2 separate regions of the Mus musculus genome follow, and region 2 is linked to region 1. A link is a contact called in public HiChIP or PLAC-seq data. All regions are on one chromosome and are shown on one strand. Each heading gives the region's core, a stretch centred on a gene start, on an enhancer-like site or on the middle of the called end of the contact. The rest is flanking DNA. Distances are from core to core; before and after follow the strand shown. Region 1 overlaps Pakap (paralemmin A kinase anchor protein). Region 2 overlaps Pakap (paralemmin A kinase anchor protein).

The links. HiChIP or PLAC-seq counts read pairs in DNA pulled down with a chosen protein or histone mark.
Region 2: an H3K27ac HiChIP or PLAC-seq map of embryonic stem cells shows a contact between it and region 1, with 6 times the contacts expected there. The contact joins two enhancer-like sites. A contact is called at or near these places in 3 of 484 Hi-C or Micro-C datasets (bone marrow-derived macrophages, embryonic stem cells and trophoblast stem cells), 11 of 115 datasets of contacts at active chromatin or transcription factors (the NIH/3T3 cell line, embryonic basal ganglia, embryonic stem cells and 1 more) and 4 of 9 other capture datasets (adipose tissue, embryonic trunk, liver and 1 more).

What each region holds. Positions count from the first base shown.
Region 1 is chr4:57,686,660-57,694,331 of GRCm38.p6, forward strand. Pakap (paralemmin A kinase anchor protein) reads left to right here. Exons shown (of 11, transcript NM_001384150.1): 5 at 1,757-1,871; 6 at 2,864-2,885. Among named protein-coding and RNA genes, the nearest start is that of Gm35099, 65 kb to the right of the region's middle. Within about 2 kb of position 4,327, at least 9 of the 459 cell types and tissues checked have an H3K27ac peak or open chromatin away from gene starts, as enhancers often do. A contact at or near this core is called in embryonic stem cells, where this site is marked.
Region 2 is chr4:57,829,535-57,837,206 of GRCm38.p6, forward strand. The region is part of intron 7 of Pakap (paralemmin A kinase anchor protein); the gene reads left to right. Among named protein-coding and RNA genes, the nearest start is that of Gm26138, 44 kb to the right of the region's middle. Within about 2 kb of position 4,682, at least 53 of the 459 cell types and tissues checked have an H3K27ac peak or open chromatin away from gene starts, as enhancers often do. A contact at or near this core is called in embryonic stem cells, where this site is marked.

The sequences.
Region 1 (7,672 bases), core at 3,077-5,576:
GTGAGTTAGAGGCTAGCCTGGTCTATATAGAGTTCCAGACAAGGGCTGCATAGACTGTCTAAAACTAAAATAGCCTCCCTCAAACTCACTGTCCTAAGTTTAAAGTTGTCTATTTCTTCTTTCCGATGCTCCTGTAAGCAGGACTCTGCTGAGTGACTCTGTGTTACAGTGTGGTATGGACTGGGCATGCCTCCTACTCATGGACATGTGACTTACAGGACCCCAAAGTATCCAGCCTCCCTGTGCTACTGACCCCTCCTCCCACATCTCCATGCTACCTGACACCCCTCCCCCACCCCCACCCCCATCACTGCCATGCCCCGTTCCATTTGTGCTTAGCTTACACAGTGGCTCTCTGTTTGCTCTGATGAACTACATTTCTCCAGCCATTCTTGAGGGCTCAGCTTAGGTGCCCTCGCCCCTTCAGTTTCCAGAGAGTCACCTGTAGGGGAGACTTCCCACTTCTGCACCTCCCCCACCCCGTTGTTTCCTTTGTTCTAAGAAAGGACCACAAGTATCCCAGAGTCCCCTCAAACTCTTTCTGACTCTGCCTCCTGAGTGTCAGATTACAAGCATCTACCATCATACCTGGTTCCTTATGAATGGAACCCAAGGCTTCACAGATGCTGGGTAGATACCCTACCAATAATCGACACCCTTAGCTTCACCCCTTCATCTTTCTTAACCTATTAACTGCTATTTATCAGCATTCTTATCAAGTCTACCATATGCTAAAGCAGCAGTTTTCTATTGAGTTGATTTTCTTCCTGGAAGAAGGCTGCAGCATCTCTACTCTGCTAATATCTCAAGGGACAGCACTCATGTTATTGGCATCTGTCAAGTGGAGGCCAGGCATGCTAATAAACACTCTATGATGCACAGAACAGTCCCTGTAGAGAGGAATGACCTGGCCCCCAAATAGCAACAGGCATTATTAATCTCCCCACCCGGATTAAAAATTCAACAAGGTGAGGGAGGACATACATTCTCAATATACATACATTCAACATACATACATACATTAGGTTGCACAAAGTCGATGAGATGAGACAATCAGAATAGCTAAGACCAGGGAAAATGCTCTAGCAACCATGGACTGGGGAGGCTGTGTGTGGGCTGACTGCAAATAGAATCCAAAGGAGAGGGGCCTGGGGGTGCAGAGGTGTGAATGCAGAGGTGTGAATGCAGATGTAAAACTCTTCTGCTGTCCAAATTTTCAGTAAAATCTTCTACATACATCTCTGTGAATTATCTTAGAGGGGAAATTAGAGAAAATAAGACAAAAAGCACAGAGGCTTGGGTGGGTTTGCGTTGGGTTGTTCTTCTTGTACCTCTCCTCTAGAGCCCAGAGAAGACCTGGTAACCTTGGCCTCAGAAAGAAGAGATCCAAAGAAAAAAGATGTCATTCTGAAATAGCTAGGAGATTCTGAAGCTTTTTCCTCTTGACTGTATGTCCTGAGCTATGTATACACAATCCACCTCCGAATAAGAAATATACACACCAGCAAGGTAGTTGGGGTGCCAGAGCAATGGCCATGAAGCAACGGAGCCAATCCTGGATTGTTTCCCTTTGATCAGTGTCTTCCTGGCAACAAAGTTGGATGCACAGGATACTCTGTAATGGAAAAACTTTGGCCTTGTTTCTCAGTGTAGCGAACAATGAACGTTACAGGTCGCCAGCAGGAAGGTGGCTGCTCACTTGCCAGTGGCTAGCAGGACAATAAAGCATCTTGTGTTCTGTTTGTGTGTCTTCCAGGCTGGAGCAGGAAATACAAGCGCTCGAAAGTGAAGAGTCCCAGATATCCGCCAAAGAGCAGATCATCCTGGAGAAACTGAAGGAGACGGAGAAATCCTTCAAGGACTTGCAGAAGGTGAAGCAGAAAGAGAAAAAAAAGCAGAGTTTCTCTAATCCAAATCAGGGGCGGTCCTCTAGGAAAGGAAAGTGGTTCTCAACCTTCCTAATGCTGAGACCCTTTAATACAGTTCCTCCTGTTGTCGTGACCCCCACCCATAAAATTACTTCGTTGCTTCTTTATAACTATAATTTTGCTACTGTTACAGTCATAAATAAATATCTGATATGCAGGATATATGATATAGGACCCCCAAAGAAGTTGTGAACCACTGGTCTAGATGGTAGCCAGAGAACTCTGAAAAGAAGACAGAAGTGCAGGGAACCGACGCGCTATTCCTGCTGCAGAGTGGCCTGTCTTCATTAGGAGGCATGGGGACAAGTCTATTAAATTAATCCCATTTATATGCGGTTGCCACACCCATCCTTCCCCAGTGTCTGAAAAGTCTTCAAATTGCGCATTCGAATTGCAAGGCCTGTTCCTATTAAGCAGATTAGATGACCTAATGTGGCTTTAATTAGAATTTGCCTTTCAAGTCTTTCCTTTATGGAAGCCCTAGAGGCAACATTGTAGCAAATGGACAGGAATCCTAAAATACAGGGTGTAAATGCACGGAAATCCCCCTAACAAAAATAAATGGCTGTATGTGGTAACATCCAGAGAGACCTTGAGGCTCTGAGTTTCTCAGGACCACATTCTCAGTGATCAAAAAACAAACAAATACCCTCAAACCCCAAACATATATAAAATGAAATTCAAGATGGGATCCCTCTAACAGTACATCTTCATCACGACTCAGAAGAGTTGCTGGATGATTGAATTTATCTCTCAGTAAATTGATTGACATTCTGTGTCAATTGAGAATATCAAATCCTTCACTGATCCCAGGAGAAAAGTAAGCTTGGGTCTTGCCTGCTGCTGGCCAAGGTCTGGGTCTGTGTTTTGGGGGCTGGGAGTGGGGCATGCCTGCACAGGCACAGTGACGCTCTGCCCTGCTTTTGTCTCCACAGAGTTTCTCCACTGCTGATGGAGGTAAGTGCACACTGCCCCGGCTGTTCTCGGATGCTTTCCTCCTGGTCCTCGGAGTGGTTTTCATTTATACAGACTCACCAGGAGACAGATGTGAAGGGACACTTCCTAAGGGCATCCCAGGCAAGGGGCAGCAACCTAGCTGGCAGCGCCCTAAGAGGTCACATTGCCGTCTTTTCTGCCTCTGCCTCTTGACTTGATGCTCCTGTTAGCACATTTGCCAGCTCTCGGTCCCATGACCTCAAACACTTGCTGTCTGGACTTTTCTTGAAAGGGGTTGGCAAAAGAACATGCTGGAGTCAGAACTAAGTCCCTTGCAGGAACGGACCCATCACCCTCAGTAACAAAGTCACATCAGAGGTGATTTGCTGCTTAGGAAAACTTCTGCGACCTGTGGAGCTCTCTTTGCCCTCCTTTCCTTCATCCTTCCCAAACTATTCTAGAATCTCGCTAGCCTTCCAAGGAAACTGGGCTAGGAATAATTACCCTCCCTGCCGTGACATCAGACCCTGAGCCCTGGAAAGTAGGAGTAGGACTCTAGTCCCCATAATCCCAGCCAGACAGGAAGGGACAGGTCCTTTTCCTGTCCCCTCCTCTGCCTTCCTGGGCTGTGGGGATGAACTTGGGACTACACTTCCGTGCTTCACTGCATCCCTTGACCTCAGCTACGAACTCAGAGTTGTTATTTTCATTTGGCCCTCACTGGTTGGGCTTGGAATGCAAGGACACATGGGAGCATCAGCTGCTACCCGCGCCTCTTGTGGCTCTCACACAGTCAGCCTCTAACCTGGAAGAGGATCAGAGGCCAGAGGAGTTAGCGCCAGAACATTTCCCATTGTCATTCAGAACAAAAGGGGGGATAGTTTTTAAAAATATAATGACGTGTAATACATTTCTTCTGGATCAACCACAGGCCAGACATTTGTATGTAGGACAGTTCTGACTGGTGCAAAAGATAGGCCAAATAAAACCTCAGAGAAGGTATCATGATTGTCCCTCCAGCGAGTAGAAGACCTGGATTTGAGCACTCATGTAGGTGATCTTTGAGGGGACATAAAGGAAACCTTCTGTTCTCAGAACCCGTAGCAGGAACACAGCAGCAGGAACTCTGGGAGAAAAGAACCAAGCTCATTTCTAGGAGAGAAGCCCAGCTCCTCTAGGAGGTGGCTCAGTTGAGGCTCTTCTGTGCTTTGAAAGTGGGAAACAGATGAAGGGGTGGACTCGGGAACCAGGGAGCACTGCACATGGAGAAACAGAGTTTAGAGGATTGTGGAGGTGGAGTCACTGCCTGGCTGGGCTGGGGCTGGGCTGCAGACCCACAGGTACTTGCACCTGCAGAAGGCTTGCTGTGCTTTCCTGCTGTGCCCCTCCCCCTCCTCCTTCCTCTAACCAGTACCTTCCTTGGAAGGCATCTGTATGTCCTGCCTCTGATCGGGGTGTGGCTGGCATGGATGCCTGGGTGGTCCACTACTCAATCAATAAGCCAGCATGGAGCCATCTTGCCAATTGTTACCACCCCATTGTCTCTTTCATTTGCACCTCCACTCATTTCCCCCTGTAGCCTTCCCACTCACTGTATTCTCTGGACCCTGCAAGCAAGCATTCACAGAGCTAGAAGGAATCCTGGCAAAAGAATTTGGAAGCCTAAAGCTGGGTGAACTCAGGCTTAGGAGGGTCTCCTGGGATCCATAGAAGGGATGGCTGTGGTCTAGCCTGTCCACATTGTGATTCCTAACCTATGTGGTTCTCAGTAAGCCTGAATGACTTCTCCGTCTGTTGTACTTACTAGCCAAGAAAGAAGTTTGAAGAAAGGCACACACGCTAATAAGACTATGATCAATGTCTAGGTCATTTTATAGTCTGAGATAAAACCCCCAATGTGTGCCAGTTGGGGGACTTTGAGAAGCCTGGTTTTGTTTCATAGATCCTAAGTTCTCATGAACACTCTGAGAATCAATCAACTCTTGTTATTAAGGCTTAGTAAGAAATTATTCTAGAATGATACTGAAAGAAAACCTTAGTTTCAGAGATATGTTGACTACAGAACTGAGTTCTGGCCTGGACTAGATAAACTGTGTAGATTCTGCAGAGTCAACCACAGCATCCTATACCTAATAGTGTTGAGGAGGAGGAGGGTGAGTGTGAGTGGGAGTGTGTGTGCGTGTTTGCAGAGTCTTTGATGGTTTTTGATGACAACACCTTGGTCATCAGGAACAGTTCATTCCACTCTTGATTACAATTTCTTGATCAAGCCACAATGTGCCCCTCCTCTTTTTAAATAACATTGTTACTGACCTGAGCCTTCAGCCTGCTTATGTGCTGTTCTTTTGGTGCTTTGTCTGAGTATAAATTGCATATGGTATGTGCTTTAATTTTATTTCTGTTGCTGTGATAAAATACCAAGCCCCCCCTCCCCCAATCAACTTAGAGGAAGAAGATTTTATGTTAACTCACAATCTCAGGTTACAGTCTGTCATAGTAGGGAAGTCAAAGCAACAGGAATTAAAACACCCACAATCAAGAGCAGAGAAAAATGAATGCATGCTTGCTTATTTGAACTCTGCTGCCTCTCTTCATTTATTTACACTGTCCAGGGTTCCCTAACTAGGAGATGGTACCACCCACAGTGGGCAGTTCTTCCCACATCGATTAACATAAGGCAGTCTCCCAAGGGGCTGGAGAGACCGATTGCTCAGCATTTAAGACTACTTCTTGTACCTGGCAATAGTGATGGCACACGCTTTTAATCCCAGCACTCAGAAGGCAGAGTGAAGCTGAGCTTTGAGTTCAAAGCCAACCTGGTTTATAAAGTGAGTTCCAGGACAGCCAAGACTACACAGAGAAACCCTGCCTCAACAACAACAACAACAAAAACAGAAAGCTATAGAGGTGGAGGGAAAGAAAGAAAGAAAGAAAGAAAGAGAGAGAGAGAGAGAGAGAGAGAGAGAGAGAGAGAGTAAGGGAGGGAGGGAGGGAGGAAGAAAAGAAAGAAAGAAGAAAGGAAAGGAAAGGAAAGGAAAGGAAGGGAAGGGAAGGGAAGGGAAAGGAAAGGAAAGGAAAGGAAAGGAAAGGAAAGGAAAGGAAAGGAAAGGAAAGGAAAGGAAAGGAAAGGAAAGGAAAGGAAAGGAAAGGAAAGGAAAGGAAGGGATAAAAAGATTACTTGTTGATCTTGCAAAGGACCTGGGTTCAATTCCCAACACTCACAATGTGCCCTCCAGTTCCAGGAGATCCAATATACTCTTCTGAATTCTGGGGCATCAACCATATATGTGGCACACATAGTTCATGCAGGCAAAACACTCATACACTTAGAATAAAATAAATCTAAAAAGGAGACGGTTAAGACAATTCCTCACAGATATGCCTGCAGGCCAACCTGACCTAGAAAAACCTCTCACTGAGTCTTCCCAACTGATTCTACATTGCATCGAGCTGACACTTAAAGTATCCAGCACAGCATGAATCTTCCGCTATCACTGTTCCAATATAAAGCCTTGGCCAGAACAAGCAAAGGAACTTATGTGTCCCGGGCCTTTCCCAGTTTTGCTATCAGATACTGATCTTAGATTCTTCTATCCTAGTCTGTGGTATGCTGAGGCCACATGGAAAACTCTATGCTGTGATTGGGAAATCTCAATGTTTGATTACTTATTAAGTTACATTTTAAGGAGAGTTCTCACAGGGCTGCCCCTCTAGCTCTAGCTATGTGTGTTCTTCATAAGTATTGCAATGTTTTAGCTGTGCAAGGATACACTCTGAGTTTCTGTCCCACGGGTGGGTGATGTTCTCAATCCTCTCTGACAGACGAGAGAATTCTGAGAGACCCCCTGGCTGTGACAGGAAGAGGAGAGCTTAGTGACAGGCCAGCTAAAGGCCATTTGTTATACTGTGTGCAGGGCTTTCAAGGTCTCCCTGGATGTGTGACAAATAAGGTTTAGCACTTTTCTTTTTTTTAAAGACAGAGTTTCTCTATGTAGTCCTGACTACCCTGGAACTTGCTAGGTAGACCAGGCTGGCCTCAAATTCACCTAGATCTCCATGCTTCTGCTTTTGGAGCTCCGGGGTTAAAGGTGTGCATCACCACACCCAACCTAAGGTTTGTAGTTAATGATGCATTGAGGGGACTACTCTGGTCCCCCTCTGATAAGCCATGCCATCATCTCCTAGCAGAAATCATACAGGCCCAGCCCTCCAAGAGTTGTGGTCAGTGGGCTTATAGCTGGTGCACATTAGACGTTTTATCATCCATTCAGATCTGACCAGGAGGAGCCTCCTGGAGTAGTATAAGACAGAAGTTTGAGCTACTGGCCTTTTCAGAGGCATAATCTCATGTCTGTAAGTGGCTTTTGCTTCCAGCTGCTGAAATGTTCACCCAGCAACCCTATCTTTAACACAGGATGTAATAGACATGCATGCGACCACTCTCTGGGGCCTTACTCGATCTTAATGACTTGAACCTCTATCTCTCATTTGAACGTGAGAAGCCACACTTGCTAAGGTCCCATTCCAGAGATGTCTGGAAGTCTTCAGTGAAATGCAAAAGGTCTCCAGGTCTGCTCTAGTCATCTTCCCTCTCCTCATTCGCCGTAGTCCCAGAGAGCTGCTTCGTCTCTCCAGGAGTCACTGTAATCAAAACATTGCCCGCCCCTGAAGATGGGCTTATCCCACACTGCTGTTGCTGGCCCTGCCTTGTGCTTGTTCGGGATAAGCATCCTTCCATACCCATCCTACAGTGGAAGCAGAGAGATAGCTGCCAGCTGAGTTCATGAGTAATAGAAGTTTAAGATTAG
Region 2 (7,672 bases), core at 3,432-5,931, 140 kb after region 1:
GTACCACAGAAATTCAAATTTGCCTTGTGTGACCTGAGCCTATATTGAGGCCTTCTTTCTTTTATGGACTGAGCAATTCTCTCGTGTTTATAATATCATTGACTCTTAGGCTATATACAGTGTCATCCAATAAAGCAATAAAGCACTGCCTATTTTATAAGGGACTCTGGTAGAAGGAGCCAGGCTATGATACATTCCCGAGTATAAATTCAGGGAGCCTCTGGATACCTGGCAGTGGGTTGGTTTTTAGAATTTGTCTGGAGCACTAATAAATTAGACGCTAAAATACCCAAGTATCTTGTGTCTTTTTTTAGATTCTCTTGGGAGAAAGCCACTGGGTTAATGAGACTAGGAAAGAACACATAGAATGAATTTGTGGCAGAGCTAAGCCCCCGGGCACCTCTGCCTTACAGCAGAGCATCCAATTAGAGCTGCAGAATGTTTGCTGTATTACTACTTAACACTTGGTTGCTTTCAGGCAGGCTGATGCATACCTGTAATCCCAGCAGCCTGCAGGCTGAGGCTGGACACAGAGGTGGAGGCCAGCCTTGGCCCCACAACCCTCGGCCACCCACAATACTTTAATTGGGTTGCTTTATTGACCCCACTTGAAAATGAAATTAACTTCAAGGTACTGAATGGAAGCTATCTATATTTTTTAACTTTTCAAAACGTTTGTTATCTTTGTGTGTGTACGTGTGGGTTTGGAGGTCATGGGGGTGGGGGTGGGGTACATTGGCTCAGGCCCCTCTGCAGTAAATCCCCTTGTACCAGATCTGTTGCATGGTGTAATTACTGAGAGGCATGGGCCCACCAGGTACCCCCTCATTGCATTGTATTTCATAAAAATTTCCATCACTGTTTTATTTTTTTATTTAATTTAATTAATTTATTTATTTACGTTGGGTTTTTTTTTTTTTTTTTTTTTTTTTTTTTTTTTTTTCGAGACAGGGTTTCTCTGTATAACCCTGGCTGTCCTGGAACTCACTTTGTAGGCCAGGTTGGCCTCGAACTCAGAAATCTGCCTGCCTCTGTCTCCCGAGTGCTGGGATTAAAGGCGTGCACCACCACACCCAGCTTTTATTGTTATTTTTAATTAACCATATAACTCTAGATGACCAGGAACTTGATATGTAGACCAGGCTGGCCTGGGACTCAAAGAGATTTCTCTGTCTCTACCTTTAATCCTGAGTGCTAGGATTAAAGGCGAGAGCTACCACACCTGGCTTCTATCCTATGTAATTGCTATCCCAGGCTCAAACTCGATACACAAATGAGGATGACCTTAAACTTCTGATATAGGTCCTTCCTCTACTTACAAGCATGAGCCACCGTGCTTGGTTTATCTGTGCTGGGGCTGGAATCCAGGGGCTTCGTATGTACTAATCACACACTGCCAACAAGGAGCTAGCTATATCCTGACTCTGAATCTTTGAAGTATGCTATAGGAAGCATCTTGCAATAAAGCAAGCAATCCAGGCACATGACCCCCAAATCTCCACCCAAGCCTTGTTTTGCACTCTTTGATGATAGAGATCATCACATGGCCCAGCACCCTTAAGTGTCTGAGCAACTATCAAGTGCTTGCCTCTGCATTCTTTAGCACTGACAAGTGTTAGCTTCCCTGGCAAATGTAATGTAGGTAACGTAGTCTGGTTTGAAGAAAATGGGTCCAGCACCTTGACTTCTTCTGCAGTGGAGACCCTATTGGGATGACTTGGGGTGTCAAGAAAGTCATAATCCTGACCCACACATGACAATGTGTGGTAGGACAGGAGATCAGAGCTGGAGGGCAGAAGTGTAGACACAGCTTTCATCCTGGGAAAAGTGGCTTTGGGGATGGAGGAATGGTGAGGGCTAAGTGTGGGGATGTGGAGGGCTGCAAAGGATGGGACAAAGGTAAGAGAGTCGCTTGCTAACTGTACAAAGAGGAGGATGTCATTGGGAAGAGAGTGGAAATGGACGCTCAGGGTTGGTTCTGACGTGAAGTAGTTCCTACATTACATGCATGCGGAGAGGACCAGTACCATTCCAGTCAGCAGTGTGGGGCTAGGGAAGGAGGGGAGAGTGTGCCTGCTGTGAGCGATCCGAAGTGCCCTGTGTGTGCACAAACATTCACCAACTACCCAGGAGTTGGATCTCTACTTCTGGTCTGAAGGAAATGGCCTGTTTGTTAAATGGAGAACCTTTGTCTCCATTAGGAAGCACTCAGCCCCAGCGATTAGCCCCTAGGGTGAAGGAGCCTCTGTCCCAAACCTCTGTCCCAAACAGTGTTTTGAAGAGCAGGGGTTTCCTAATGGATGGTAAATCATCAATTAACCCAAGGATAGGGTAAGCTGAAAATAGACTTCTCAAGGAAGGGATTATCTCTAAATTGTTAGCGCTGATTGACATTATCTGAGGATGTATTCTTCTGTAGGGACTTAATCTCCACCCAAGCTGGACGGTTACAAAGATGTGAAGCCTTCTAGTTACTTGGCTTAAAAGTGAGTTTAGAAAGGACCTTCAGAAGCTGAGGAGGCTGAGGGAAAGACCATAGTTTCCTTTCAAAATAAGCAGCCATTTCAGGTCCCTCAAAATTGTTAGTTATAATTCTATTAAATTGATAATCTTTTTTTAAAGAGAACTATCTATTTTGTGATGGTGTTTTGCAGTAATACTATTTCTTAGTTAAACACGATGCAAATGAGGCGGCGAATGTGTGTTTTTAATTAAGACCTGCAAGTTAAATAAATAAAATGTATTTTGTTCTGGTTTGTTTTCTGGTTTCAGGTGCCTTAAAATAATGGCAAGTGTAGAAGTGGCTTGCTGAGCCAAAGTGCTCGCAAATCATTTTGCTGTCGGTTGTTGCACGTATGTTTGTGGCAGGATAAATCCAGCCGCCCAGATTCTGTGCCCCAATTAACTGCATAGTGGCTTCAGGAGTTGTGACCCACCTTGCTTCCTGAGTGCAGAGGTTTGGTTTTGAGAGGTGAACATGTGTTACCACACAATGCTGTGAGCGTGTCTGACACCACCGGCTTGTTCATTTTAAATGCTTGAAACAGGAAGTAGTATGCTCTATACTGCTCCACGGATTTTTTTTAGTTATTCTTAAATAATTTTTTTTGTCTTATGTGGGTTAGTGCTTTGCCTACATGTGAGGGTGTCAAACCCCCTAAACTGGAGTTACAGACAATTGTGAGCTGCCGGGTGGGTGCTGGGAATGGAACTCTGGAAAGCAGCCAGTTTGCTTAACCATCTGAGCCATCTCTCCAGCCCCGCACCACAGGTTTTTAAAAGTATATAAGAATTACAACCTCCCCTACCCCGCCAACAACCACTGACAGACAAAGTGTGTAAGGCTAGGACAAAAGCCTAACAGAGTTTCCCCTAACACTATACACTTAAGTCACCCGGCTCAATAAAGCAGTCCTTTAAAATACAATTTAGTAATTGCAGTCGTTGACTTGTAATTTGAAAGATTGCCAAGTGTTACTGAAACTTCAGAAACCTCCAGAGGTTAAAGGTTATGGTCAGGGTGGGGGGATTTCAAATCTGAGAGAAAACAAAGGAAGAGGCCTCTTTAGCCCTAGAGGAGACCTGGGTGATGGTGACAATGACAGCCCCTGACTGTGATTGATGACATTTGCAAAAGCAAACTATCCTCAGGGACCATCTGCTCTAACCTGGAAGGCTCTCCAGAAAGACCTGCAGCCTTTGATGAACCAGATGCTATGTCACCAGGCTGCATCATAGGGGAGCGGGTTTGCCCCAACCTCTGTTTGCAGAGCCTAAATGACTTTGCAGAAACAGAACTAAGGGGCTCACATGGGTGGAGCCACACACAGCAATGGGCGGGGCCAGAGAGATGTCTCTGGAAAGGAGGTAAGGTTCGAAAAGGGTGTCTGCTCCATAATTTCGTTGAGGGAGGGAGTATTGTTTTATTTTGGTTTGATTTAAGTCTAGGCTCAAAGAGAAAAAGAAAACACATATGATCTAGAAATTCCATCTCTGGATATGCAGCTAATATGAAGGAGTCTGTTGAAGATATGTCTGTAGTCATAGCAACATTATCCATAATAGCAAAACCGGAGTCAACCAACGTAAGTGTCCATGTATGGGTGAAGAGAGGATTGTGGTGTCAGAGTCTGCACGCTCTCACTCACAGGCAAATAGAAGAAACACTGAAGTCACAGAAGCCCAGGGAAGCAGCCGTTATGGCAGAGTACCTTGGAGTTTGGGGTGGAGAATTCAGAATGCAAAGTCGACATTTTTGCTGAATGCCCGTCATTTTCACATCTTTGAAAAGGAAGATGTTCATCTAGGCCTAGGGGTCCAGGCCTGTAATCTCAGTTGTATGGGAGGGAGTTTACAAGGAGATGAGTTCAAGACCTACCTATTTTATATAGTCTTGGTTACTTAGCAAGATACTGTCTTCAAATAAAAAATTAAGTTTAAAATGGGCTATGGCTGTAGCTCAAGCTCTAGGTTTGATCCATAGGATGAGAGTGCGCACGCGCGCACAACACACACACACACACACACACACACAGAGAGAGAGAGAGAGAGAGAGAGAGAGAGAGAGAGAGAGAGAGAGAGAGAGAGACGTAAAAACCTCTCAAGTTGAGCCAGTGTAGGGCAGGATGTCTGTACATCAAAGCAACACTTTGGCTGAGGTCACCCTTTTGGTCCCTACACCCACCCAGCACCTCCCAGCTTGAACTGTTTGTAGGATGTGCTCCCAAGACGTCAAGCCCCCACTACCCCTGTCACTGCAATTTCCTGTTCTTAGATCCCCCAACCCCCCACCTTCTCTGTCCTGCCTGTCTGGGGAGAGGTCCACTTCCGGAATGGCCTGGCTGTTCCAAGTTCTTAGCTATTGTACTGGAACCTGTGTACAAGACAAACAGACATTCTTGGGAGGGGCTCCTAGTCTATCTGGAGAATTCCAGCCACTCAGCTGGAGAAAACTCACTCACCTAGCGAGTTAAGGGAGACGGAGAATGCCAGGCATCCTGAGGGGTGGTGGCCAAGCCCAGCCTTTTCTCCTAGCTAAGGTTCTGTGAAGGGTCTCCTACACATTGCTTGTTTTTCTAGATCCCATTGGTTAGTTTGTGTGGGTGTGTATGTGCCACAGCATGAAAGAGCAGTTCTCTTCCTACCTTGGGTTTCTTAGAGTTGGGACGGAGGTCATCAAGTTTGACTATAAGTACATTTACCAGCTGAGCCATCTTGTCTACCCTCTAGTTTATTCTTTATTTGTTGTTTTTGTTTTGAGACAAGGTTTCACAGGTTTTGAGACAGGCCTAGGACTCCCTATGGAAACCAGGCTGGCCCGAAACTCATAGAAATCTGCTCTTCTCTGCCCCCCTAGTGTTAGGATTAAACCATTTTTTTCTTAGGATTTATTTTTGTGAGTATTTTGCTTGTGTATATGAACATGCGTGCCTGGTGTCCACAGCATTGGATCCCCAGGACAGATAGTTATGAGCCTCCTTGTGGGTTCTGGGAACTGAACCCAGGTCCTCTCACCCCACTCCTCCACCCCCACCCCCCAAATCATTTCTCCTACCCTCTCCAGTTCATTCTTTATCAAGCCTTAGCATACTGTGTGTTGTGGGGCAGAAGACACTGGTGTGCTAAGGTGCATGTCTCCATAGCATCGAGAAAAGAAACAGGGCTTAGTTCTGTCCTGCTCTGCCAGAACTTGCTATGTGTCTTTGGGCAAATTACTTCTATTCTGAGCTTCAGTGTCTTCATCTGTGAAATGGGATTAGCATGTCTCACTGCTGGAAGAGTAGAAAGACAGCAGAAGTCAAACTCTAGAAGTCTGTGTAGCAAAAATGCCTACACAGTGTGGATTAGGTTAATAACTGCTCCATTATTCTTATCTGTACCATTTGTTTTCTATAATGCCAATACCCAGAAAGTGTGCATGCACGCTTGCACGCACGTGTACACACACACACACAAATTCGAGGTTCTATTTCCTAGAATTAATATATAGGAAACATTTTTGTTCTACGCCCCTTGAGCACTGACTTCTGGACTCCCACACCTACACCCATACCAAAATCAAGCTCCATATGTAAAAATGACATGGGATTTGCCTACCATGTTCAATCTCTTCTAGATTCCTTCTAATACCCAACACGGTGTAAATGCTGTGTACAGATTGGTGTAATGTGCTGTTTTAGAGAATAACATGTGGGAAGAGTCTGTACCAGTTTGGTACCATCACAGAGTTCTATTTTCCAGCCATGGTTGTTTGAATCCATTCACAGGGAACCTAGAACTATGCGGGGCTGGCAGAAGGTGAAGAAGGAGAAAAAGGATCCAGGGGCCAGTCCTGCTTGTTAGATGAGCCTCAAGTTCAGGTTGTCCCAGCTTCTACTTTTACATGTGAAAAAGAGTTAGTGGCTGAAGGCTGCCTTGCCTCCAGCTTCGCTGTTCATTCAGCTGGGGCCTTTACACAAGGAAATTCTCGGAACCTAACTGGACTGGGTGGAGCAATCCTGCAGTCCCTGCTGCTCAAGAGGTCGAGGGAGGAAGATCATAAATTGGAGGCCAGCCTGGGCAACTCAACTTCATAGAACCTCATCTCAAAATAAAGTACAAAGAGGGCTTGAGCATACAGAGTTCAGTGGCGAGACTCTTGCTTACCACCCACGAGGTCGTAGATTCATTTCCTAGTCCTGGTAAATAATAAGCATGCAAACACTAGATTAAAAATATAGAGATAAACAACTCTCTGACCTTCACTTTCATGAGCCATAAAATAGTTGCAAGAATATCAGCTTCAAGCCTGGCATGGTGGCATATACCTTTAATCTCAGGATTTGGGAGGCAGAGGCAGGCTGTTCTCTGTGAGTCAAGGTTAGCCTGGTCTATATGGGGCAGCAGTTCTCAACCTGTGGGTTACAATCTCTTTGGGGTTGCATACAGATAGCCTGCATATCAGATACTTACAATTCATCACAGTAGCAAGATCTCAGTTATGAAGTAGCAAAGAAATAACTTTATTTTTTGGGGAGGGGCACAACAGGTATTAAAGGGTCTCAGCATAGGGAGGATGAGATAGATCCATTGACAGAGTTCTAGGCTAGCTGGAGCTCCACAGTGAATTCCTGCCTTACACAATGTACTCTAAGCTGAGTGGTGGTGGTGGTGTAGGTACATGCCTTTAATCCCAGCACTGGGGAGGCAGAGGCAGACAGGCCTCTGAGTTTGAGGTCACCCTAGTTTACAGAGTGACTTCCAGGACAGCCAGGGTTACACAGCAAAACGCTGTCTCAAAAAACAACAAACCAAACCAAACCAAACCAAATACATTTTAAAAATACTGGCTTCACGGGTTTGTTTTGAGGAACCGAAGTGATTATATATTCAATCTTGACTGATACCAGGTGTATCACAGGTAATAAGGGTTCGGATCACCCTCTCATCAGCCTTGGCCAGCAGCTTTGTGGATCCCTTCCCCCCGCCCCCCCCCCTCCCCCCCAGTTCCAGACCAGTTGACTTGGAATACTGGCTGCTTCATTCAGCTTTGTCATGCAGTCTTCTCCTCTGCTGAGATAGCCTGCAGTGGTAGCTGTGTGAGGAAGCCCTATTTCTCACGTATTTCTTTGCCCTTTCTGCACAATGACCAGGAGTCAACTCATGCTTGAGGGCCTCATTTTGAGGGCCTGAC